Linked DNA regions of Mus musculus: all the other regions are linked to region 2. The links are chromatin contacts, called in public ChIA-PET, HiChIP or PLAC-seq and promoter capture Hi-C maps. All regions are on one chromosome and are shown on one strand. The core of a region is the stretch at or near the end of the contact, and the rest is flanking DNA. Distances in the headings are between cores, read along the strand shown. Region 1 holds the start of Ugt1a6a (UDP glucuronosyltransferase 1 family, polypeptide A6A). Region 2 holds the start of Dgkd (diacylglycerol kinase, delta). Region 3 holds the start of Hjurp (Holliday junction recognition protein). Region 4 overlaps Gigyf2 (GRB10 interacting GYF protein 2). Region 5 overlaps Gigyf2 (GRB10 interacting GYF protein 2). Region 6 holds the start of Ngef (neuronal guanine nucleotide exchange factor).

What was found. Promoter capture Hi-C pulls out the DNA fragments that hold promoters and counts their contacts. ChIA-PET counts read pairs in DNA pulled down with a chosen protein or histone mark. HiChIP or PLAC-seq counts read pairs in DNA pulled down with a chosen protein or histone mark.
Region 1: an H3K4me3 HiChIP or PLAC-seq map of pro-B cells shows a contact between it and region 2, with 4 times the contacts expected there. The contact joins the promoter of Ugt1a6a here to the promoter of Dgkd in region 2. A contact is called at or near these places in 2 of 115 datasets of contacts at active chromatin or transcription factors (pro-B cells and stem cell-derived neural progenitor cells).
Region 3: a contact with region 2 is called in an H3K4me3 HiChIP or PLAC-seq map of embryonic stem cells, with 3 times the contacts expected there. The contact joins the promoter of Hjurp here to the promoter of Dgkd in region 2. A contact is called at or near these places in 7 of 39 promoter capture datasets (3T3-L1-derived adipocytes, the HPC-7 cell line, embryonic stem cells and 3 more), 1 of 15 datasets of contacts at CTCF or cohesin (the NIH/3T3 cell line), 1 of 484 Hi-C or Micro-C datasets (embryonic stem cells), 3 of 115 datasets of contacts at active chromatin or transcription factors (bone marrow-derived macrophages, embryonic stem cells and large pre-B cells) and 2 of 9 other capture datasets (adipose tissue and liver).
Region 4: a contact with region 2 is called in an RNA polymerase II ChIA-PET map of memory CD8 T cells, with 42 read pairs. The contact joins the enhancer-like site here to the promoter of Dgkd in region 2. A contact is called at or near these places in 2 of 39 promoter capture datasets (the HPC-7 cell line and maxillary cranial neural crest), 1 of 115 datasets of contacts at active chromatin or transcription factors (memory CD8 T cells) and 1 of 9 other capture datasets (liver).
Region 5: a contact with region 2 is called in an RNA polymerase II ChIA-PET map of memory CD8 T cells, with 13 read pairs. The contact joins the enhancer-like site here to the promoter of Dgkd in region 2. A contact is called at or near these places in 5 of 39 promoter capture datasets (the HPC-7 cell line, cranial neural crest, embryonic stem cells and 2 more), 7 of 115 datasets of contacts at active chromatin or transcription factors (craniofacial prominence, embryonic stem cells, large pre-B cells and 4 more) and 3 of 9 other capture datasets (adipose tissue, liver and macrophages).
Region 6: a contact with region 2 is called in a promoter capture Hi-C map of embryonic stem cells, with 2.6 times the contacts expected there. The contact joins the promoter of Ngef here to the promoter of Dgkd in region 2. A contact is called at or near these places in 3 of 39 promoter capture datasets (cranial neural crest, embryonic stem cells and liver), 1 of 484 Hi-C or Micro-C datasets (embryonic stem cells), 7 of 115 datasets of contacts at active chromatin or transcription factors (astrocytes, embryonic forebrain, embryonic hindbrain and 4 more) and 1 of 9 other capture datasets (embryonic stem cells).

The regions. Positions count from the first base shown.
Region 1 is chr1:88,132,366-88,136,088 of GRCm38.p6, forward strand. It overlaps Ugt1a6a (UDP glucuronosyltransferase 1 family, polypeptide A6A), which reads left to right and starts at 2,444. Exons shown (of 6, transcript NM_145079.3): 1 at 2,444-2,570. All of the region lies in intron 1 of Ugt1a10 (UDP glycosyltransferase 1 family, polypeptide A10), which reads left to right. The region is part of intron 1 of Ugt1a9 (UDP glucuronosyltransferase 1 family, polypeptide A9); the gene reads left to right. The region is part of intron 1 of Ugt1a8 (UDP glucuronosyltransferase 1 family, polypeptide A8); the gene reads left to right. It also overlaps Ugt1a7c and Ugt1a6b.
Region 2 is chr1:87,851,910-87,855,541 of GRCm38.p6, forward strand. Dgkd (diacylglycerol kinase, delta) reads left to right here and starts at 1,378. Exons shown (of 30, transcript NM_177646.3): 1 at 1,378-1,547. The coding sequence starts at 1,392. It overlaps Gm19582 (predicted gene, 19582), which reads right to left and starts at 2,390. Exons shown (of 2, transcript NR_136921.1): 1 at 2,062-2,390; 2 at 1,438-1,949.
Region 3 is chr1:88,275,547-88,278,886 of GRCm38.p6, forward strand. It overlaps Hjurp (Holliday junction recognition protein), which reads right to left and starts at 2,033. Exons shown (of 8, transcript NM_198652.2): 1 at 1,828-2,033; 2 at 1,673-1,739. The coding sequence starts at 1,923.
Region 4 is chr1:87,376,348-87,380,007 of GRCm38.p6, forward strand. Gigyf2 (GRB10 interacting GYF protein 2) reads left to right here. Exons shown (of 29, transcript NM_146112.4): 7 at 2,625-2,736; 8 at 3,621-3,660. Among named protein-coding and RNA genes, the nearest start is that of Kcnj13, 17 kb to the right of the region's middle. Within about 2 kb of position 1,839, at least 15 of the 459 cell types and tissues checked have an H3K27ac peak or open chromatin away from gene starts, as enhancers often do. A contact at or near this core is called in memory CD8 T cells, where this site is marked.
Region 5 is chr1:87,416,556-87,419,907 of GRCm38.p6, forward strand. Gigyf2 (GRB10 interacting GYF protein 2) reads left to right here. Exons shown (of 29, transcript NM_146112.4): 15 at 263-429; 16 at 2,533-2,624. Among named protein-coding and RNA genes, the nearest start is that of Kcnj13, 24 kb to the left of the region's middle. Within about 2 kb of position 1,521, at least 7 of the 459 cell types and tissues checked have an H3K27ac peak or open chromatin away from gene starts, as enhancers often do. A contact at or near this core is called in memory CD8 T cells, where this site is marked.
Region 6 is chr1:87,509,105-87,512,399 of GRCm38.p6, forward strand. It overlaps Ngef (neuronal guanine nucleotide exchange factor), which reads right to left and starts at 1,258. Exons shown (of 13, transcript NM_019867.2): 1 at 989-1,258; 2 at 141-283. The coding sequence starts at 1,095.

The DNA of each region.
Region 1 (3,723 bases), core at 1,194-3,693, 280 kb after region 2:
ATGCTGCTTCCTGATTCGCTTGGGTACCAGATGCCTGGCTAGGGGTGGTGATGAGAGGAAGAAGACAGGACAGGCACACAACACAACAATGCTGGGATTACTCAAGGTTCTCTGCTTCCTAGCTCACCAATGTGGATAATGACTTTGCCAATTTGTCATGGATAATTCTCAGAATCCTAGACAGGTCATGCTCATGTCAAAATACTCATTCACCAGGCACTACACTCACTGGGGGCTGCTCACACTCCCTACGTTTCAAGTTTCTTGTAAACATTGGGGGTCCAAACTCAGGTTCTAAATTTGCATGGATTGTTTAAGTAACTTGATGAATTGAGTTGAGTATATCCTTATGTGCCTATAATTATACACATGTGTGTTTAAACTTTAAAAGAACTGTTGGTTTCATCACCAACTTGATACAACCCAGACTCACCTAGATTATCTACTTTGGGTTGGCCTATGGCAGTGTCCATCCGTAGCAGATGGTTCTGCTTGCTGCAATTGATGTAGATCCCACCTGAGAGCGAGAAGCATCATTCCCTGCTTTGGGTCCCTGAACAGCATACGAATAGAGAAAGCTAGCTAAGTCCTAATCGTGCACATGTTCATTTTTCTCTGCCCTTGCTTGAAGATCTTCTGTCTGCTGTTTCAGGTTCTGCCATCTTACCTTCTCCATAAGGATGGACTAGAATCTGACTTGCAAGTAAAATAAGCCTGTGTCCGCTAAGCTTCTGTTTATCAGAGTATTTTACCACAGCAGCAGAAACAAAACCAGGGAAATTCATGGATTTGGTTTTGCCTTTTTTTGTGTTCTGAATTGAGATTTTTCAAGTCTGAAATTGTTCTGTAGGTCTTCTGTCATCTTGTAGGTCCTGGGCCTCTAATTCCTGGGCTTAGGTATCTGAAGGATCTGGAAGGGTGAGTTCCTGAGAAGGGAATTCCTCTACATGGCTGACCTTTTCAGATAGCCCTCAGCTTCTGGAATGAAACTGTCCCCTGTCAACTTTCAGACCTCCTTCCTACTCCAGATGCTAGCTGTTCTTCATTCACTTTGGGGAGCGGCATTTTTACCCATACAGTGTGGTTCTATCCCAGGATCTATGCCTTCATTCCACTGGTGTGTGCCCCAAGCCCCATTTGTTGTTCTTCAGAAATCCCTAGGTTAAAGCTGACCTTCCCCTGTATAGGTAGAAGTAATGTTATGCAAGACACCCTGAGCCTGTATCCTCCCGCTGGACTGGACTGAGCCTCCTGGGCAGCAGGAGGGATAAAACTTAGAAGTGCCAGGCATGCCACATTCCCTTTTCTGGTGCCCAGTACAGAAATACTCCTGACAGCTGCACACCCCCCCCTCTCTCTCTGTGCACATGTACACACACACACACACCAGTCTAAGAAACAGTAGAGTCAAATCTCATGAACAAAGCTTGCAAAGCACCCTCTGGTGATGCTCTGACAGAACCTTGTTGTCCTCTCCTGCCTTCTTCCTGATTTCAACCTATGACCCCATGGACTTGCTGGAAACAAGAACAAGCCAGTCAGTACCCAGGTGAACCTGATTTTCCTAGGAAGGGCCCAGGCCTCGGTAAATTGTGTGTCTGTCATAAAGAATACGAGGGTACAGTTCCTCGTGCTTTCCCCAATTCATGCCAGCTTGCTTAAAGACATTCTTCAGAGAGCTTTTGCTCTGCCACTCAGGAAGGACAGAGCTACAGTGTGCTTCCTTTATGAGTCTCTGGGGAGTGGTTTCTCATTGCTGTAAGCTTGTCTCTTTTCATTCTGAGTCAAAAATCCTGTTTATGTCACAAAAGCCAGAGATCTCAAACCAGACCAGTGCCTCACTGCAATGAACATTAGCAAGTGAACATGTGTAGACAGAGAGACATACTGTGGGACACACTGTGACAGTATTACAGCTTCCATGATGAGATATTTTCAATGCTTTTTTGTTTTTGTTTTGCCTGCTTGTTTATGTGTTAAAGGCAAAGAACAGACACCAGGGGGATGGGTGACCAGTGGGCTGGGAAGCACAATTTGAAACCCACAAAGAATCAATTAAAAGCAAAACAAAACAAAAAACTCCAACTCCCCTCCTCCCTCCCACGCTGATCCTCCACCCCTGCTTGGACTGAGTGGAGTCTTTGTAAGCCTTAAAGAAAGAACTTTCATCTTGGCTATGTTCCTGCTTGCCCTTTGGGGTGGCCCCTTCAGTCCTGCTTTCCTGAGCCCCAACCGACTGGGGTGCCAAGGTTAAGGCAAGTACTGGCAAGCTGGTTCCAATATGCATATGCCTGACAAGGTCTGGGTGAGCCAGTTCCTTGATTCAAAGAACAATTTCCTCCAGGGCAGCCTGATTTCAACATCCATAACTCCCTGGCCCGCCCTCAGCAGTGATTAACAAACAGAACAAATGTAACCCTCCCTCTTTGGTGGTGGTTAGAAAACCCAGAATTCAGATGCTGGCTGATGGTGGCTGACTGGAAACCGACTTCCAGATTTCTTACTCTTGCTCAAGGGCCCTCATCACGTGCTACCTAGAGGCACAGGTCTCTAACCTTACTATCTGACAGGCAAGTAACAGATTATGTGTGGTGAGAGAGCAATACAGAATTTGAAAGATAAGGGCTTTTGTCTTCCTGTGCAGAGCTTCCCAAATGCCTGTTGATTTCATGAGGGGTGGGAGGGAAACCTGTGCTGTTTGTTTGTGATAAGCTGTTGTACTGTTTTCTTAAAGCTTATGCTTAAGGGGCAACTTTTGGAAAGTTTGTAAGGATGGGGTCTGGAACCAGCTTTGAGATTAGAGGGAAGGGCAGAGAAAGGGATTGAAGTTAGGGTTGATTACTGATCAACGGTAATTTAATCAATCAGCCCATCCCCTGTATTTCATGATGCGGCCCCTATGAAAGCACAGAGGGATTGGGTTGGGGAGCTGCCAGGTTGCTGAAGGTGTGGAGGATAGGTTGCACCAAGAACACAGAGAGCGGCCATGTCTCTCCCCCAAGCTCTTGGCATTTCTCCACTGCTGTCTTGTTGCACTATGGGTGCTGCTGCTGTAATGAACCTCTGACTGAGTGATTCTCTGAGTGGTTTGAGCAGAGCTGCTCTGAGGCTGAGTAAAAGAGCCTCTGGTCTGTAGCCAACTCTGCTAAGTGGTTGACTTGACTCATACATGCCTGGTAACACAAGAGCTGTGTGAGTGAAAGTGTGCAGAAGGAAAGGGTCGTTGGTTTTTCCCTTATACACATGTCGAAGGGTCAGCGACCAACTCCTCACAAGGGAGCTGGTTCTGTCTTATCCTTCCTTGAGTAACCTTTTACTATTTGATTGAAAATGAGGCACAAGGATAAAATGGACAGACAGTCCCAATGCCAGTTTACTCACACACAAACTGGTACTCGGAGCCTTCTGTATGCTGGACACTGATCTGCATGCTGCAGACTCAATAGAGAGGAACACTGAGTTTGGTAGAGAGGGACATTAGAACAATGATTGATCCCACCCTGCACATGCTACTAATAGTTGGGAGAGGGATGCATAAATACACAGAAGGTGAGGTAATGATAGCAAGGAAGGGAAGGAGGCCCAGGGCCACAGACTGGGCTGCTGGACCCTGGGCTCAACAGGGAAGGTGTCACGGATGGGACACTAGCAGAACTTTAAAGGAAGTAGGTGATCAGAGCTGACATCGTGTTTATTATGTATATCATCTAGGGGGAGCATCTT
Region 2 (3,632 bases), core at 128-2,627:
GCTGGCTTTGGCTCCTGAGTGCTGGGATTAAAGGCGTGCACCACCACTGCCCAGCTTGGTTCTTTTTCTTTTTCTTTTTCTCTTTTCTTTTCTTAAATGTCATTCTTTAGCCTAGGCTGGTACTAGTTAATAGGAATTTAAATATAAGTACTTGTATGTAGCCAGTGGCTACAGCATAGGTGGAGTGTGTCCTGGTTCATCCAGGCATCTCAGATCTTTTTCACAAAAGTCATCCTCTGTACTGGTTGGGAGGTCAGTATCCTGGCCTCATCTTTGTGCCAGATTAGGAACCTCCTGTGGTTCCTGGTGGTATCTGACTTGTATTGCCACTAGAATGAGTTGTCCAGTTGTCCAGAGGCCCAAAGCTTGCTGATTGGTGGGTCTCCAGCAGCAGCCTCTGAAAGGGTGAAGGGATAGCCAAGGTGGTCCTCTGCTGACTTGCCTCTTAGAGCAGAGCAGAGCAGGAAGGTAGCACATTGTCCTGGTTGGCCCCAAGTCCTTTTCCATCTCAATATGCCCAAACAAAACAAAACAACAAAAAAACAAAACTCCAAACGGAAGCCACTCCTTTTCTAACTGCATAGGGTCCTCCTTTGGCTCAGAGTTCATTCTGCTATGTCTCTCTAGTACCCCATCCCTCCCTTCTGAATCTCAGTTCCCTTCTCTATCTCTCAGCCCCAGCCAGTAATTCAGAGTGCCTATTTGCCTTAATACTTCATAGATCCTCCGCTTTGTGACCCAGCCAGGCTCAGCTTATCTACCTCTTTACTCCCCCAACTCCAACCGGGTTTCTTGCTGCCCTCAGGTCTCAGCAGAAAAGGCCAATCCCGTATCTGGTCCTCAGAGCCTCGATCCCAAAGCTCTCCAGTTCCTGTCCTAGTCCCATTTTCCTCCCTCTAAGCCCCTCTAAATCCCTTCCTTCCTTTCTTTTTTCTTTTTGCCTCTGGGCCTTTGCACAGATCTAGCCTCTGCCTACAACACGGTTCCCCGGTTCTCCATCTTTCCTTAACAGTGGCCTTAACAGAAGTTCTCCCTCTGGGTGTACTTTCACGCACTCTGTAAACTGTTTCACCAACATAGTCCAGCGGCCTCCTAGAGATCACTTACACTCGGGTATGAGTGATAAAACAGTGTACTCAGAGACAAAAACTAGAAATTGTGTTCCAAGAAGAAAACGACAGAAGACATCAGAAGGAAAGAGATGGGTCAGGCCGAAACAACCCAGCAAGGGCCCGGCAAGCCTACGTCTGCGCCCACTGCCTATGGGGGCGCGGTGGGGTGGGGCGGCCGGCCTCTAGGCCCCGCCCCGCCCAGGCTCCGCCCCAGGCGCTGGGCCCATCCCATCCCCGCCCCGCCCCGCCCCCCCGCGGCGCGCGCGCTGGCCGGGCAGCATGGCGGCGGCGGCGGGCGCCCCTCCGCCGGGTCCTCCTCAGCCACCTCCGCCGCCGCCGCCTGAGGAGTCGTCCGACAGTGAACCCGAGGCTGAGCCGGGCTCCCCGCAGAAGCTTATCCGTAAGGTGTCCACGTCGGGCCAGATCCGGCAGAAGGTGAGCCCGCGGCGTCGGCCGGGCGCGCGCCCCTCACGCCGCGGTCCCTGCCGAGGCCCGTGACCGTGTGCGAGCGGCCGCCCAGGCCCTGCCGGGCCCGAGGTCCTGCGGTCGCTGCTACGGGGCCGAGCGCGCCGCGGCTTAACGGACCGCGGGGACCGGGCCGCGAGGACGGGGCCGCGGGGACCGGTCTGCGGGGACTGGGCGCAGGTGGGCGCCGCCGCTGAGGAGACCGAGGCCCGGCGTGCTGCTGGGGCCGCTGCGGGGACCGCTGCGGGGGCCGCAGGCGCGTGCTCCCCGAGGCCTGGGGGGTCTGTAGGTCTGAGCACCGGGTGCAGCTTCCCGTACTCACCTGCGTCAGGCTCTCCCTCCACTGCTCAGCCCGCTGCGGGGTCCTCACCCCTATGTTCCGAAAGGGAAGGGATGCGCGTGTAGTGGCCGCTTCTCCCTCTCTCCCTCCCTCTCTTCCTCCCTTTCACCCTCCTCCCTCCTTGGGAAAGCCGGGACTCCTCACCCGCTGGGCTCAGAACTCTCTCCGTGGAGAACTCCAGCCGCTCGGGTTGCAGTGCAGAGAGACACATGCCTTTTTGTTGTCTTTCCCTAAGAATAAAGTTGCACCCTTTGCTTTTCCTTTCTGGTTCCTCTTGAAAACTGCGTATGGTTTCTTGCCGAGGTGAGCCCTCCTTGTTGGAAGGGCTTCCTCAGGCAGGTGGCTGGACAGGTGGTGGCTAGCAGGTTGCCACCGTGGGGCAGCCTTGGCAGTTCCGGCTGGCACGGGCTTGCTCATCCTGCTGCAGTGCGCTTTTCCTCCGAGGCCAGTTAGTTACCCTTTACTGGAAAAACCATTTCTTGCTTGATCATCTGCCACCCTCTGTTACTTGCCGGGGTTGGGGATTGGGGTGCCATTTAGGTGCTGACGTGGTCCATTTGTTATGTGGTACCCAAGTCATTCAGCACACGGGACCTAACACCTGTGTTATTCTAGCTATAACAATTACAGCCCCAGGAACAAGTTTAAGGAGCCTTGATACTAATGGAAATGCCCTTTCCTAGTGCTTGGTCCTTAAGATAGGTAGTGGTGTGAGGCAGATCAGACTCTCTGACTGAGGGGAATGGTGAGTGAAGGCCAGGATCGCGGTGGGGACGGTGGACTCCTCCGAAATTGCATTGAGTCCAGAGTTTTATTGGTCAGGAGGTGTCTCCCTGCCTTTCCTCTGGACAAAAACAATAGCTGCTATACCAGCTGTTCTGGTTGTTGTTGTTGGTAGGAGTGACAGTTGTGGTGTTAAAAATACACCCGAGGACTTGTGTTCTGAATACATTCACATCTGCTGTACAGATAGCTCAAGGCTGATTTTTCTTCTGGGTTGCTAGAGCTTGTTAAGAAGTGGGAAATAAGAAGTTTACTGTGTGCAATAACTTCCCTTTGTAGCAGAGAGGCCATTCACAAAGATTTCCTGGTAATATGTGTGTGGCATATAATGCTAAGTTCCAAATGGTGTGATCAGAACCCACTCTTACTGTTTGACCAGAAGAGCTTAGTGCAGGGGCGCTGTGACACAGGTGCTGAAGAACAGAGAGGGAGCTGCATTGAGGCAGTTCAGAGCCGAGGCCATTAGCAGGAAGCCACTGCTACCACCCAGGGGTGGGGGAAGAAGGTCAAAGGGAGAAGACCACATCAGACTCCAGGGCCAATGGGCCCCTCCAGAAACTGGGTCAGAGGAGTCCCATCTGTCAGAGCTCTGGGAGGGCAGAGCTGCTGCTCCATATATACTAATCCTTTGCCTGGGAATCCTGCTTGTAAGGGTCACCCCCTCTGCAGTTTGAAAACAGAGGACGGAGGATGGGTCAGAGGGCCCTGATCCAGGATCAGAGCTGGATGTATGGCAGGTCTTCAAACACATTAATTTACTGTAACCTTTAGACATCACAATTCAGGAGAGAATTGGTAGTGGTCCTCAGATTTCAGAGTGCAGACACATCCCCTGAGGATCCTCTTAAGTCTCTGATGCTGGTTGAGAAGGACTGGGTGGGGCCTTAGAAAGTATATTTTTAACAGGCTCCCAAAGTTGCTGCTATTGTCCA
Region 3 (3,340 bases), core at 783-3,282, 420 kb after region 2:
ACCCCCCAGCTAGCAGAACCAGTGAGGTACACTCAGTCCTTCTAAATCCCTCAAGGAAAACACAAGTTACTTAGAAAAATGGTGGGTCTGGAGATTTCAGATTATATTATTATAACAGAAACAGAAAAAATAAATTACACAGCACCCTCTATGCTCCAGGTTTTAGCAAGGACACACCGTTTCGTATTTGCAACCCGTGTGGCATGTAACTCCCATACCCTCTTAAAAGCCCACAGGACAGACTTACCATGTCCACTGTACAGACAGATATGCGAAGAGGAAAGTTCAGATGACTAACCCAGCTCTCTGCTCATGAAGTGGAACCAGCATGTGAATTCTGGGAGGTCTGATAGCACTGACCACTGTGGGACATGACCTTTCCAGAGGACACTGATGCTCAACTACAACGGCTAAGTCAAATCAAGGCTTTGCTGAATGGCCCTCTCCGTGGAATTCTACATTTAATCGCATAAAGTGCTAATGTTGCATGTTTGAAACTGAACTCTACAATACGTGCTAAGTGCATGCCCAGGTGAACTGTCAACACACACAAATGATTCCCTCCTGTTCTCTGCAGTTAGCTCTCTGCTCCAGTCTCCACCTTAAATCTGGACTTCAGTCTACTGCATGTTAGGAAAGGCCGCGCCAAAAACGTGTCTCTCAGAACAATCAACAAGATGAGGGATTCATGGCAAGCTTGCTAGGACATAGATTTGTTAACCGACAACTGCAGCCCTAGGTGTCTATGTGTTGGCCAGACCTCAGGGAGGGCTCTTATACCAACTTGTATAGTCTCAAACTCTTCAGCAACTTCACTGTTCTCATATAACTGACATCAGTTATATATCACTGACAGAATATATCATTGAAGACAGATGGGCAGTCCAAAATACTCCAGACACTGCCTACCCCTTCACAAACAGCCGCAAGAGCACAGAAAAGCCAAGAGTCAGACAGCACACTTATGGATTCCTATATTGCTGTGTCCTGATCCCATCCAGAGAAAAGCAACCTCTTTGTAGAATTAGTTCAGTTTCTGCTTATTTAAAATGCTTACCCAACACGTGCCCTGAACAGCCAATAAGACAAAAGACAGACTGCACTTGTAGACCCCTGGCAGACTGTGATCCGAAATCCGATTTTATCAATAAATTCAGACAAACATCAGGGATGGGTCTTAGGGAAGGATACGACCTCATCAAATAACAAACTTATCCCAGTTAGAGAACCGATGAGGTTTAAGGTAGTAAGTACACTCACAACATTAAATAAAATGCGTCAGAGGTGGCAGATAATGGGGACTGTCCAAAACAGATGGGTCTACATTTATACAGCAAAGCCCATGAGAGCGGAGCAGTCCTGGGTGCTGTTCCAATGGCCTGACAGGTACTCTGGTGATGTTATACACAACCATACGGCTTACCCATGATTGTCAACATCCTTATTTTACAGAGTCACTTGTACCGCTAATCAATTAGCTCGAACTTCCATGCCAGGCATTTTAAAAAACCAGGCTGCACTGTGTCTCCAGGCATTTCTTTCAGAGAAATTAAATTGGAAATCAGCAACTCAGGGATTCAAGGTCCCTAGGAGCAAGGGGGACAAATGCAGCATTGCAAATTCTAGGCCCACTGTTCTGGCCCAGTGCCAACAGGAAGGGAGGGCTTCGTACCCTGGGGCGTCTCGTAGGTTAACGTCCTCATCTCCACCAACGGGTCGTCCTCAAAGGGCTGGTTGTACTGCGGGGAAGGGAGAGCTGGTCAGACTCCGGGGCGCTGGATCCCCGCCCACCGCGCCCTGCCCGCCTCGGCCGCCGTCCCAGCCTACCTTCGCTATCAGCCGCTTCATTAACGTCTGGAAGCGGCTACTGCTTTCCTTAAGCTGCTGATGCAGCCTGCGGTCCTGCCGACCCATAGACTCCATGGCGTACGTGGCTCTCTGCCCGGCACTGCACCCGCCCAAGCCCGTCCACAGATCAAACGTGGCGCCCCGCGCGCTAATAGGGTCTTTCAAAAGTATTTACGCAACCGATCCTGCCCGCGTTTCCGGCCGCCGCTCCCAGGGAGCACTTCCGGTGGAAACGAGAAGGGGAGGGACGAGAGGGAGGGTCCGCCGGAGCGGGTGGAACATGCGCATTACTTCATGCGGCACTCCCGCGTCCCCTAGAGGCTTCTGGGTGAGTTGCCTGTCAAGGCTCCTTCCTGGATCTACCAATTTCCCAGCTCTTGGGAAGGCTTGGGGAAAGCCAGATCCAAATAACGGTCCTGAAAGGAGTCTGGAAAGCCAGTGTTCAAAAACAAGACGCGTGTAAATGTGCTGAACGATATTATAAACGTGACAGAATCTGTGATTTTTATCCTAGGGTTTTAAAATAAACTTTCTCTCCCATTTCTGATTATAGGCTGTTTCTTGATTGTTATCTTGTTCCTTGAGGGGGTAGGTAATTTGGTGTCCATTTTATGAGGGCATTTACTTCGATTAACATTTTAGAACATTTTCAGAATTTTTGGGAGGGGTTGTCTTCTGGCAGAGCTGGGGGATTGAACCCCACTAGTTGGTTTTACTGTGACTTCATAACAGCTACATTTGTTTGCGGGTATTAACGTGATTATCACGATATGGGAATTAATGGAATCATTACTGAGTATCAGGAAGTCCCTTGAGGTGCCTCTCTACTTCTCAGCCTGCCCCCATAATCTTTTCATGCTGTCCCATTGAAACTGAGGGAGGGAAGAAGAGCTTCCAGGCTCATAGACTGTGGATGCCCACGCAATGTATTTGCAACAAGCGCGGAAGTCTCTTTCAAGATCCTGGGCTTCTGGGAGGGCCGTCGGTCGTCCGACTCTCCTGGGATTGGATGGCGGTTGCCTCATCCAATCTGTCCCTACCCCAGTATGAACCTGTTGCCTGTGGGGATGTGAGAAGGTGTTGCTTCAGAACGTTGGTGGTGGCGTCAACTAGATATGCTGTTCTGTCTCCTGAGCACCTCCAAGCCTTCCCCATCCTGATGGCTGAACTTCTCTGCACTGCAAGCTTAAAGTAAAACTTTCCTTCCTTATTTTGCTTTTTGCTAGGTGTTTTCTCACATTAACAAGAAAATATCCGAGACTCTGTCAATTTACAGATAATTTTGACTTCACATAGATCATTCACGACTACTGTGTTAGAAAGAGGCATTAATAGCTCATCAAAGTATGTTTAGTCAAATAGGCGGAGAAGGTTTCAGAATACTGATTGTCATTGAGAAAAATCAATTAAAGCATTTACATATACAAAACAGAACAGGTAATTTGGCCCAAATACTTATGAAAGTTAAGAGGGACCAAATTAAGTATTAAAT
Region 4 (3,660 bases), core at 589-3,088, 480 kb before region 2:
CTCAAAGTGGTTCTACAGAATAGGTTTTCTGGAGTTTACCCCCCCCCCCCCCAAGGGTTTCTCTGTGTAGCCTCTGTGGCTGTCCTGGAACTTACTCTGTAGACTGGGCTGACTGAACCTCAAGAAGTTCACTTGCCTCTGCTTCCCAAGTGCTGGAATAAATACTATTTTTAAAAATTACATTTATGTGTGGGAATGTGTATTTGTGTTCAGGTGGTGTAAGAGACCAGAAGAAGGTACTGGATCCTCTGTAGTTGGAATTAAACAGTTGTAGCCACGTGGTGTGGATACTGGGTGCCAAACTCAGTCCATTCAGTTAACTGCTGGACCATCTATCTAGTCTGGACAAAATTAATCTTGAAAAAGGAGAGGATTTGTTCCTTATCCTAAAGTCACTGTTGTGGAGGAATATTTTCGCGTTAGAGTAGTTACTATTAAATTATTTTAGGATTTTAAATAAAATGTATACATATTCTGAATGTAGGGCAGAGGGAGAAAGCTACTTAAACTGTAAGTTGACTTTAGGTTGACTTAAAAGTAATGAACCTGGAAGATAACTTTGTGATTGTTAGAGTTAAACTGTAGTTTTCACTTTTATTTTATAGACAAAGTGGATACTAGTCTAGTCAAGAGAATATCCTAATATATATTATATAATTTTTTTCAGTATTTTGTAAGAGTCATGGAAGTATTCCTGTAATCTGAGTCAGTTCCTGATAGGTTATGATGAAGTGCATGGGTACTTGAATTCACTTGCTTCATTGGATGTTTCATTCAGAATATATTATTTTCGGGTTAGAGGTGTATTTTTTGTGGTAGAGCTTTTGCCTAGCATTTGCATTGTGCTCTGTTTGGTACCTAGCACCATACACAAAATAAAGCTTTATCATTTTCTTCTGATCATTTTGATCTATGGGAGAAGTTAAGTTTGGGATAGCTGCTAAGGTATTTTTTGTTATAAATGCACCCCAAACTCCCATGCCTCCTCTAGTTTCTTCATTTGTGTCAGTACTGTTCACATGTTCATTGAGTAAACTACAGAATGTCCAAAGCTGAAAGTGCGTGCTACATACATATCTGCATGTGTCTCAGTCACTCTTAGCTGTGCAGCAGTATGGACAACATCACAATATCACCCCCCCCCCCCACTTGAGTATGCTTTTGTCATTCAGTAGCACAGGTCTGAGTTAACATTAGTGCCTTAGTTATGTGGATTTGTATTGTTCTGGGATGTTTCATCAGAATTTATTTAGCCAACTATTATTAGGTTGTTTCTAGTGTTTTGAAATTCAAGTGTTCGTTTTCATACAAATATGTGTCATGCCTTATTTAACAAGACGCGAGCCTCATTAGGTTATTTTATTTTCATTGATATATGAACATTATAATTTACACAGGCTTATATGGTTTAGGTTATTTACTTGGTTTGGCCTCCAGATACAGTTAAAAGACAATGATTACAAGATATATGCTGTTGCTTGTGGTATAAATGGGATATTGTTTTATAGTAAATTTAAAATAAGTACACTTGAAAATATAATATATCCTCAAATAAATAACTTTTCATTGTCACAATCACATACTGTGTACTACATGCTGGCAAATATGCCATGTTTTTAAGTGACTGGCAGTTCAGTAGATTTCTTTAGACCAGCACCATCACAAATAAGTCTCTAGTTACTTCAGAGTTTTCAACTCCATTATAATGTGGTTGAACAGTGAGTGGTTATAGTAAGTCTTATCACTGGTTGAAACTGTATGCATTGCATGATGGTTTACATACTTGTGAGTGCCTCCCTCTCCTTCCCTTTTGTTCTTTTTTTCTTCTTTCCCTTTCGGTCCTTTTCATCTTTCTTAGGCTTTTTGAGTCATTCTTGATGTAACACAAGCTGGCTTTGAGCTGTCAGTTCTCTGTTTCAGCCCCAAATGCTGAGATTATAGGCATGTTCCACCCCACTTGACTCTGTAAAAATGTTTCTACTGGGATAGATTCTGAGCAGAGTCACAGGTTGATAGTTAACCAGATGGCCTTCATTAGAAGCCTGCTAACATTTGATTTGCAAAGCTTTTAAGTCCCTATACTCCAACTACTCTGCGGAATGACTTTAGTGTTGCTAATTTTCCTTACCTCAGTGAAGGATTCTTTTTATCCTGTAAGAATATAGTTCGCAGTCCTACAGTTGTTCAGTTCACTTCTGCTATCTTTTTTCTGGAATTGGATAAAGGAATTTTATCGTGATTGACACTTCCTACTAGAGTTTCTCTCTAGAAGTTCCCCATAGTAAGATTTCCCCAGTAGTTATTGAAAACAATCCATGAAAACATTCAATTTATAATGGTGTACTAGCCTTGGTAGACGCCACTGTGGACCTCGTCACTGATGAGTTTCCTGTTGGTGCTGTGTATTGTTCAGGACTGGGATTCCTTCACGAGTGGTTGGTTTATTTTTTTCATACCCCAGTTCAGTTCTATCAGAGCCATTATGTCTTGCTAAATACTTAAATGTGGCCGTCTTGAAGTGTACAGAGAGATAGAACTTCATAGAGATTAACCTTCAGTGTTGAACATACTTGTTGGATGTTGGTTTCTAACTATTTCCCCTCCCCCTGTTTTCTTATTTTCAGGCAGAGGTAGAGGTGAATGTGGTTTCTACCAAAGAAGTTTTGATGAAGTAGAGGGTGTGTTTGGGCGAGGAGGTGGCAGGGAAATGCATAGATCACAGAGCTGGGAAGAAAGGTAACTAAAGTGTTGAGATTGTAATGTAATTAAGCATTTGCTGGTCTATAAAACTCACCCTAGTGGTATTCTATAGGACTTGCCTGTGTGCCAGTTATTTGACAGGCTGAGGAAGGAGATTCTGGAGTACTGGCTATCCTGCACAATTTAGCAAACTTCTGAACTCAAAATAAAAATGGAAAAAAATGGCTAGGATTCTAACCCATTGGTAGCTCTCTAGGGAGGTTCAGCCCTCAGTACTCCAAACAAAACAAAGCACACCGCGTTCCTTTCATGAGTGGTACAGGGTTGCGTGTTCCTGTGATCCTAACACTTGGGAGGCCAAGACAGAAGAATCATGAGTTCCAGACCAAAATGGGCTGCATGGTGTGACCTAGAGAATCACAGAAGTTGGGTGGGAGTGTTGTCTCCTCTCTAGCCCCTGGCCTTCCCTCAAGAAAGAACATTTTGAAAACACAGAACTTATCCCTTTTCTGCTTTTCCTGAAATTTCTGTACAATAAAACATAATATATAATTCTTACAGTTAAGGATGAGCCTTGATCTCAAAATAAGGGTAGAAGGGTTAAGGTTGTAACAGTGGTGGCTGTCTTGCTCAGCACCCTGAGGTTTAGTACTCAGAACCACAAATGTGGGAAAATATTGCCAAGGTAGTATATATAACATGGTCTGTAATGTTTCCAGGTAAAATAATAATATTCTAGTCATTGGGAGCTAAGGTTTGGTAGGTGGCCAGGTGGAATTTTTGTTCTCATCATTGCTTTCCTATATTTTCTAAATACTAACTGGCAGATCTGCTGCTAAAGGGACTGCAGGAAAGGAGTATCATGATAGGAAATCTATGTTGTTTTTAAGGTGTTTTTGAAATTTATTTTGTCTTTTTAGGGGTGACAGGCGCTTTGAAAAACCAGGAAGAAAAGATGTA
Region 5 (3,352 bases), core at 271-2,770, 440 kb before region 2:
CGTCAGGCTGGAGCTTGCTCGGGGGTGAGACTCAGCAGCAGGGTACTTGCTGAAAATGAGTAATGTCCTGGCTTAAACTCCCAGCTTGGGGACACAACATTGTGCATTTCAAAATTTAATTCCCTTTGTATCTAATTTTAAAAAATCTTATTTGTTACTTTTTGAGGTAAGCTGGTATTCTATAAAATTTTGAATGAACATGAGACTCAGGGAATATACTTATTTTTGAGCCTGACAGCATTCTCACTCCCCTTGTGTTTAGGTCCCTTTAACAATCAGGAGATGGCCGAGTGGTTTCAGGCGGGCTATTTTACTATGTCTTTGCTGGTGAAGAGAGCATGTGATGAAAGCTTCCAGCCCCTTGGTGATATCATGAAAATGTGGGGAAGGGTTCCTTTCTCTCCAGGCCCAGCTCCCCCTCCTCATATGGTGAGTATCTTCCCACTTGCCTGAGATTCACAGTAGACACAGGAGTACTTGTTTCTCTTTGAATGACAACCAGGGTTGCAGTGAAGGAAGAAAGAATGGTAGTTTCTCTTTCTTTTTCTTTGATACAGGGTTTTGGCCTGGAACTTGCTCTGCAGACCAGGTTGACCTCAAACTTGTGGTGGTTCTCTTGCTCCTACCTAAGTTGCTGGGATCATAGGCATGAACTACCATACCCAACCTGGTAGTTTCATAGAAGTAAATTGAAATGATAATGGGCATTTTTGAATGGGAGAATTGTATACTGAACACTAATGACCTTTTCAGAACTTACTGTGCATTCATCTATATATACTGTATAAAATCTGTCGGTGGTTTTCTAACCAATAAAGAATGAGACCAATATCTTATCCTGACCTAACCTGTAGGTCCTTTATGGTCTGACTCTCTCCCTTTCATAGCTCATGTCAAAGCTTTTATCTTCTGTGTTTCAAAATGGCTGGCCTCTGAAAAGTTCTTATTACTTTTACTTAGAATGTACACTTTTCCTCTCACCTCTATCTCCTTCTTATTTTCTGGCTCATAAAATTTCTTGAACTTGAGGCTTATCCAAATATAAGTGCCACTTACTGTGTTAGGATATTTTGAAGGCCTAATCCTTTGGCTGGGAAAATTTTCTCTTGAGGCTGGCCTTTCTCAGTTGAGTTGCTAGTAGAGGTTGCTATGTGTGTGTCTGTCTATGTTTTTATTAAATTGAAGCAAGTAGTGGTTGTCCATTGATAAAAGTGATACTATTTAATTTACCATGAATACTGGATTTCTGCAGTAACCTGATGTTGACTTACACAGCTATACTGAGGCTACCAGTGTTATTTTCACGGTAATTGTTTGATAGGTGGCAGTGAATGTGCTGTATCCTCTGTTATTAAAGGATGAGACTCACTGGCTTGCTGGCCATCATACTTTCTCTTCCATGATTCATACATTATTTTTGAGAATTGTTTCTTTTCAATCACAAGAACAATTATAGTGAATCATTACTTGAATTTACCTGACAAGTTTGAGCCTTATTTCCTGTCTTAAAGTTGAAATGTGACTTTGATGTGTCAGGAGCTAAAAGCTGCTCGCTTGGTTTTTGGCATGTTCTCACCCCTTGTTTTCTCCAGTCACAGTCTGCATCTCTTTAGTTGAAGCTGTACCTAAGCCTCGGTCTGTACCCTTCAAGGGGAAACTTTTGGGAAGCTCAGGTTGCTTGTTACCTGCTACCTCCTTCCTCAAAGCACTGATAAGAGAGCTGACTTTCACAAGCAGAACTCTTAAAACCCAGCTACTCGTGTGAAGTGTTGACTAGACCTTACTCCTGATATCTCTGAATTTAGGATTCTTCCTGCCCTAACCCATTGTATGTCAGATGCTTTATTCCAAGCTATAATCAGTAAGCCAGAAAAATACAAGTTCATATATGGTTTGCCTAGGGGTTAGTCTGTTATCTTAGGTTTTTATTTTTATTACTATAAACCTTATATTTTCTTTGCCTCTATTTTAACTTTACAAAACTAAAATTTCAGCCATCTTCTTTGAATTATTTTGAAATACAATGAAAATACTATTAGCCTGTGTTTCCACCTTCCAGTGTATAACTAGCGTTAGAAATCCCTAATTTGAGGGAGGAGTTCTCATCCTATCAGCTGTTAGGTCACTTTACTCTTTTTCATGTTGTCCTGTTTCTGTGATTTTTATGTGATCTTTAAAACAAGCCACCAAGATTTAGAGTGCTGGGTAATTTCTCAATTACAGTAACAGATTGGTAGATCACAGTTCAGCTTTCAGTTTGAAGTAGTGGATGACAGTGCTGAGTAAGGACTGCTTGTGACTTATGTTGGTAATGCCACCTCATACCACTAGGTGGCATTGCTTGGTTTTTTAAGGTAATGGGGTTTTTAGTTAAGGGTTTGAAGGGCACAAGTTTGGAGTAGGAAGCAAAGGTCTTGCGTGTGGTGTGCTATGTGTGTGCGTGTGCATGTGTGTAGGTGTGTATACTCGATGCTATGTATGCTCATTGCTGTCTATCTCATGGTGCTTCTTCTTGTACCTCTTTTCCCTCAGGGAGAATTGGACCAGGAACGCCTGACCAGACAGCAGGAACTCACTGCCTTATACCAGATGCAGCACCTCCAGTACCAGCAGTTCTTAATCCAGTAAGAGAGTGATGCAGTAGGATGCACTGCAGCATCAAAAGAACCTGACATAGAATCTGCTTCAAGTCTCACCTGTTAGAGTGAGAACTCAAGGCTTCTGTGATTCTTGAGTAGCCTACTAGTGACGTGTGTGCCACTGTCCATCTCATTGTAGCTTGCCTTTTAATTCTAGATTCCAGAGAATGGCATCTAATTAGGTTTTCAGGGTCTTTAGTTGCTGAAGAAAGAGCCAGACAATCATTTTATTGACTAAGTACTTTTTGAGGGGCACAGAGAAAAAACAGAGGAGAAGGTAGGAAGAAGTTAAAGAGTTTGTTGTTAGGAATGGTGTAGAACAACGACCAGCTCACTAAGGTTGTTATCTTACGTGTGTGTGTGTGTGTGTGTGTGTGTGTGTTGAGATATTTAACCGTATAGCCCCGACTGCCGTAAAATTCATGTTCTGCAGCCTTAGTCTCCTGAGCACTAGGCTCATGAAAAAGAAGTATTATTTGTGCAGGTAGATGGATTGACACTGTCAAGTGTTGGTAGCCTGCTGCCTGTTTTAAGCAAAACATTATTGGATCATATGACTTAGCTGTCTGTGACTGCTGTTAAATTACAGGGGAAGAACTGAGCAGTTGCATCTGTAAACCTAAAGACATTTTCTGTTTGCAACTTTCACAGCCACCAGAAAATGTTGCCCAGAAATTTCCACGCTGAAACAAAAAATCTGAGAAAATTTTGTA
Region 6 (3,295 bases), core at 8-2,507, 340 kb before region 2:
AAAACTCGGCAGTTCTGCCTAGGAAACCATTAGAACTAGTCATGTCAAAAGCCGCATGCCAGTCAGCCCAGCAGCCAGGGTCCCCTGGAAGCCACCAGGCTCTCATGGTCCAAACGAGTCGCTGCCTGCCCTGGACCCACCTATTTGTTCAATGAGGTTTCTCCAGGAGTCGGCGGGAATGGGATGGATCATCTGCAGGGCCTCCGTGAGAGTGGTGGGGCTGTCGGTGAGGGCTGGGCACTCCTCGGGTGTGGTTCCATTTCCAGGGGTGGAGGATGACTCGCTGCAAGAGAAGGAGGAGAGCGACGGCTGTTTATTTTTAAGCAACGACACACCTTGGCTAGATCGCAAGAGGCGACTGTCGGTCAGCACAAGCGGCTGCTGCCTGGAGGGTACTGCCCCTAAGAGCTTCCAAGCCAAGGGGGGCCACAGTGGCCGCCACGTGTCCGGACCGGGCGAGCCCGACAAACCCTTTTTGTCACCATACCAGGGCGCGACGGGGTGATTCACTCCTACACCAGTCCGCCCAAACCTTCATGTTTTTCGAGCTCGCGGACAGGCGTCGGAAAGTTGGCGTACCCTAGCCGCTGCACAGCGCGGAAGGCCGCCCCAACGGGTCCTGCCAGCCCGCTGCCACCCCACTCCCTTAGCCGTCCCGTGCCCCCTGGCCCCACTCGAGGCTCTGTCCTCCAGTTCCAGAGACTGGGAGCGCAGAGAGGGGCGAAGGGCGGGACGCGCACACTCTGGGCGTCCAGGGACAAGGTGCAGGAGGCCATCCCACGCTGGGACTGGGTGCTAGTGACCTGGAACAGGACGCACGGCTCTCCCAGGGGGAAGGTCCGTCGGATTAGAGTTAGTGGGGGGCAGCAGGAGCCCGGGGGCCGAGGACCCGGATAGGCCGCAGGGGTCCGAGATCATCGCCTAGGGAGCGAGTGTGAGGGAGTACGTGGGGACATTGCGCGGGGGCCGGGATACAGCGGGTCCTCACCTGCCCGGCAGGTGTCCCGCCGCCGAGTCGCGCGTGTCGCTCTCCGAGGTGGAGCTGTCGTGGTCCACGGCGCAGGCGGCGCTGAAGGCTGCAGCCAGCAGCTCCATGGGGACCAGCGACCGGGTAGGCTCAGGGGCTGGTGGGGAGCCGCGCGGGGGGCCCAGGGCCCAGCCGGGGGCAATGCGCGGGCTCTGAGTGAGGTCGCAGCGCGCGCGGCTCAAGCCGGAGCTGCCGCCGCCGCTGCTGTAGAGCGCTCCCGCGGACGAGCGCGCGCCTGGAGGCTCCCGGGGTTGCCACGGCAACGGGGGAGGCGGGCGGGGCGCGCGCGGCGGGGGCGAGGCCGGCGGCGGCGAGGTGGGGGCGCTAGGGCCGGGTGCACCCGGACCAGGGGGCGGTGACTCCCCACATGGACCGGAGCCGCGCAGCGCCTGCCTCCCCCGCGGCCGCCGGGTGCCGGGAGACGCGGGGACAGAGGGAACAGAGCTGCCTCAGCCTATCTCCCCTCTTGCCAGTGGGTCGTTTTTCATAGCTCCGCCCCGGGTTTCTTGAAGGGGAGGGCGAGGCGACCCTCTGTCCCATCCCTTGCCCATTACAATTCAGTCTCCTAGATCATGCTTTGGGAATATATGCCCTCTACTCCCAGTTGGAGAGAAAACAGTTATTTCTCCTGCACTCTTGCTCTTGACTCTCAGGTGTGTGTGTGTGTGTGTGTGTGTGTGTGTGTGTGTGTGTGTGTGTGTGTGTGTGTGAAACCCCCCCACCACCACCACCACTGCAGACGTTTTTCCTGAGTGGGTCTTTCTGCTGGACCAAATCTTTCCCAGCGACCCCCAAACGCTGCCAGGAGGGAGTTAAGGAGAAGTTTCCAGAAACTGCAGTAGGATTTCCCTACCCACAAGTAGATCTGCACCCTACTGTTTGTTAGCTAGTACAGCGCTCAGATAAAACGAGAGGATAAGGAGAGAAATATCTCAAGTCAAGAGTAGTGTGGCCAGTTCTGTAGGTACCTGAGGGTGAGGGTGGGACACAGTGTTCCCCAGCATGGCCCCCTCCACACTCCACCTGTGGGCATTGGTTATAAGGAACCTGTTCCTGGGGGTTTGAGGCAGCTGTGTTTATTGGTTTTTCTGGTATATGAGTATTTTGCCTGCATGTATGTATGTGACCAATGTGTTTGACTGGTACCTTTCAAAATCAGAAAAGAGCGTTGGATCCCTGGAACCGGAATTATGGAATTATTGGAGTTACATGGTTGTGAGCCACCATGTGTGTGCTGGCAACTGAACCTGGGTTCTCTGCTAGAGCAACATGTGTTCTTAACACCTGAGTTGTTGCTCCAGCCTCAAGTGTTGCTTGTTCTTGGATGAGTAGGTGGGAGGCACAGCGGCTGGGACTCAAGAGAAACAGCGATGGCTTTGGGAAGGGAGGGTTGTTTTATTTGGAAGGGGCAATGGTTAGTTTAATTGCCATATGACACAGCCTAGCAAGCAACCACAGAAGAGAGTCTGAAGGAGGGCTTGTCTACATCAGTCATGTCTGTGGGGAATTGTCTTGACTAGGTTAATTGAGGTGGGAAAACCCAGTCTACCTTTGACTGTGCCATTCCCATAAACGGTGTTAGACAGAAAACCAAACCAAACCAAACCTGAGCTAAGTGGTGTAAGCATGCATATGCTCCTGTCTCTTTTCTTGATTGTGGATGTGTTGTGACTGGCTGCTTCAAGTCCCTGCCTTGACTTGAGCTAAAATAAACCCTTTCTCTCCTAAATTACTTTTGGTCTGGGTGTTCTGTCACAGCGACAGATAAGAAAGCAAAGCAGGAGGGATCTGTCATCCCCAGGTTGCAGGAGCTGACATAATCCCCCATCTCTCCCTGACTCAATGTGAGGAGAGGATTAGAGATGGCAGAGAGCCCTCTGAATCTGGACATTGAAACTCACCCGTGCTTTCCTGAGGCACAGTTCTCTCAAGGCCTTATGGGAGTTGAAATACAAGCCTCCCACCCCCTGGGTCTTTTTCCCAAGCCCTGCCTTTGTGATTCCTCCTGGGTGTGACTCCACTCAACGCCTTCCCTTTACAACTCTGGTCCATAGCCATCCTCATCACTACCATCCCGGGCTCTGCTCTGGCTGCCATGAGGACCTATCAGAGATGGGTAGTCTTCCGCACAACTGGAGCCTACCTTAGTACCGTCTGAGGTGTGGCTGGGTGAGCTCTGGTATGGCAGACTATTGATTTCTCATTGCCTTCTGCCAGAAAGGGAGGGAGGGTGTTCTTTAGGATTTTCTAATCTCATTTGTGAGGAAT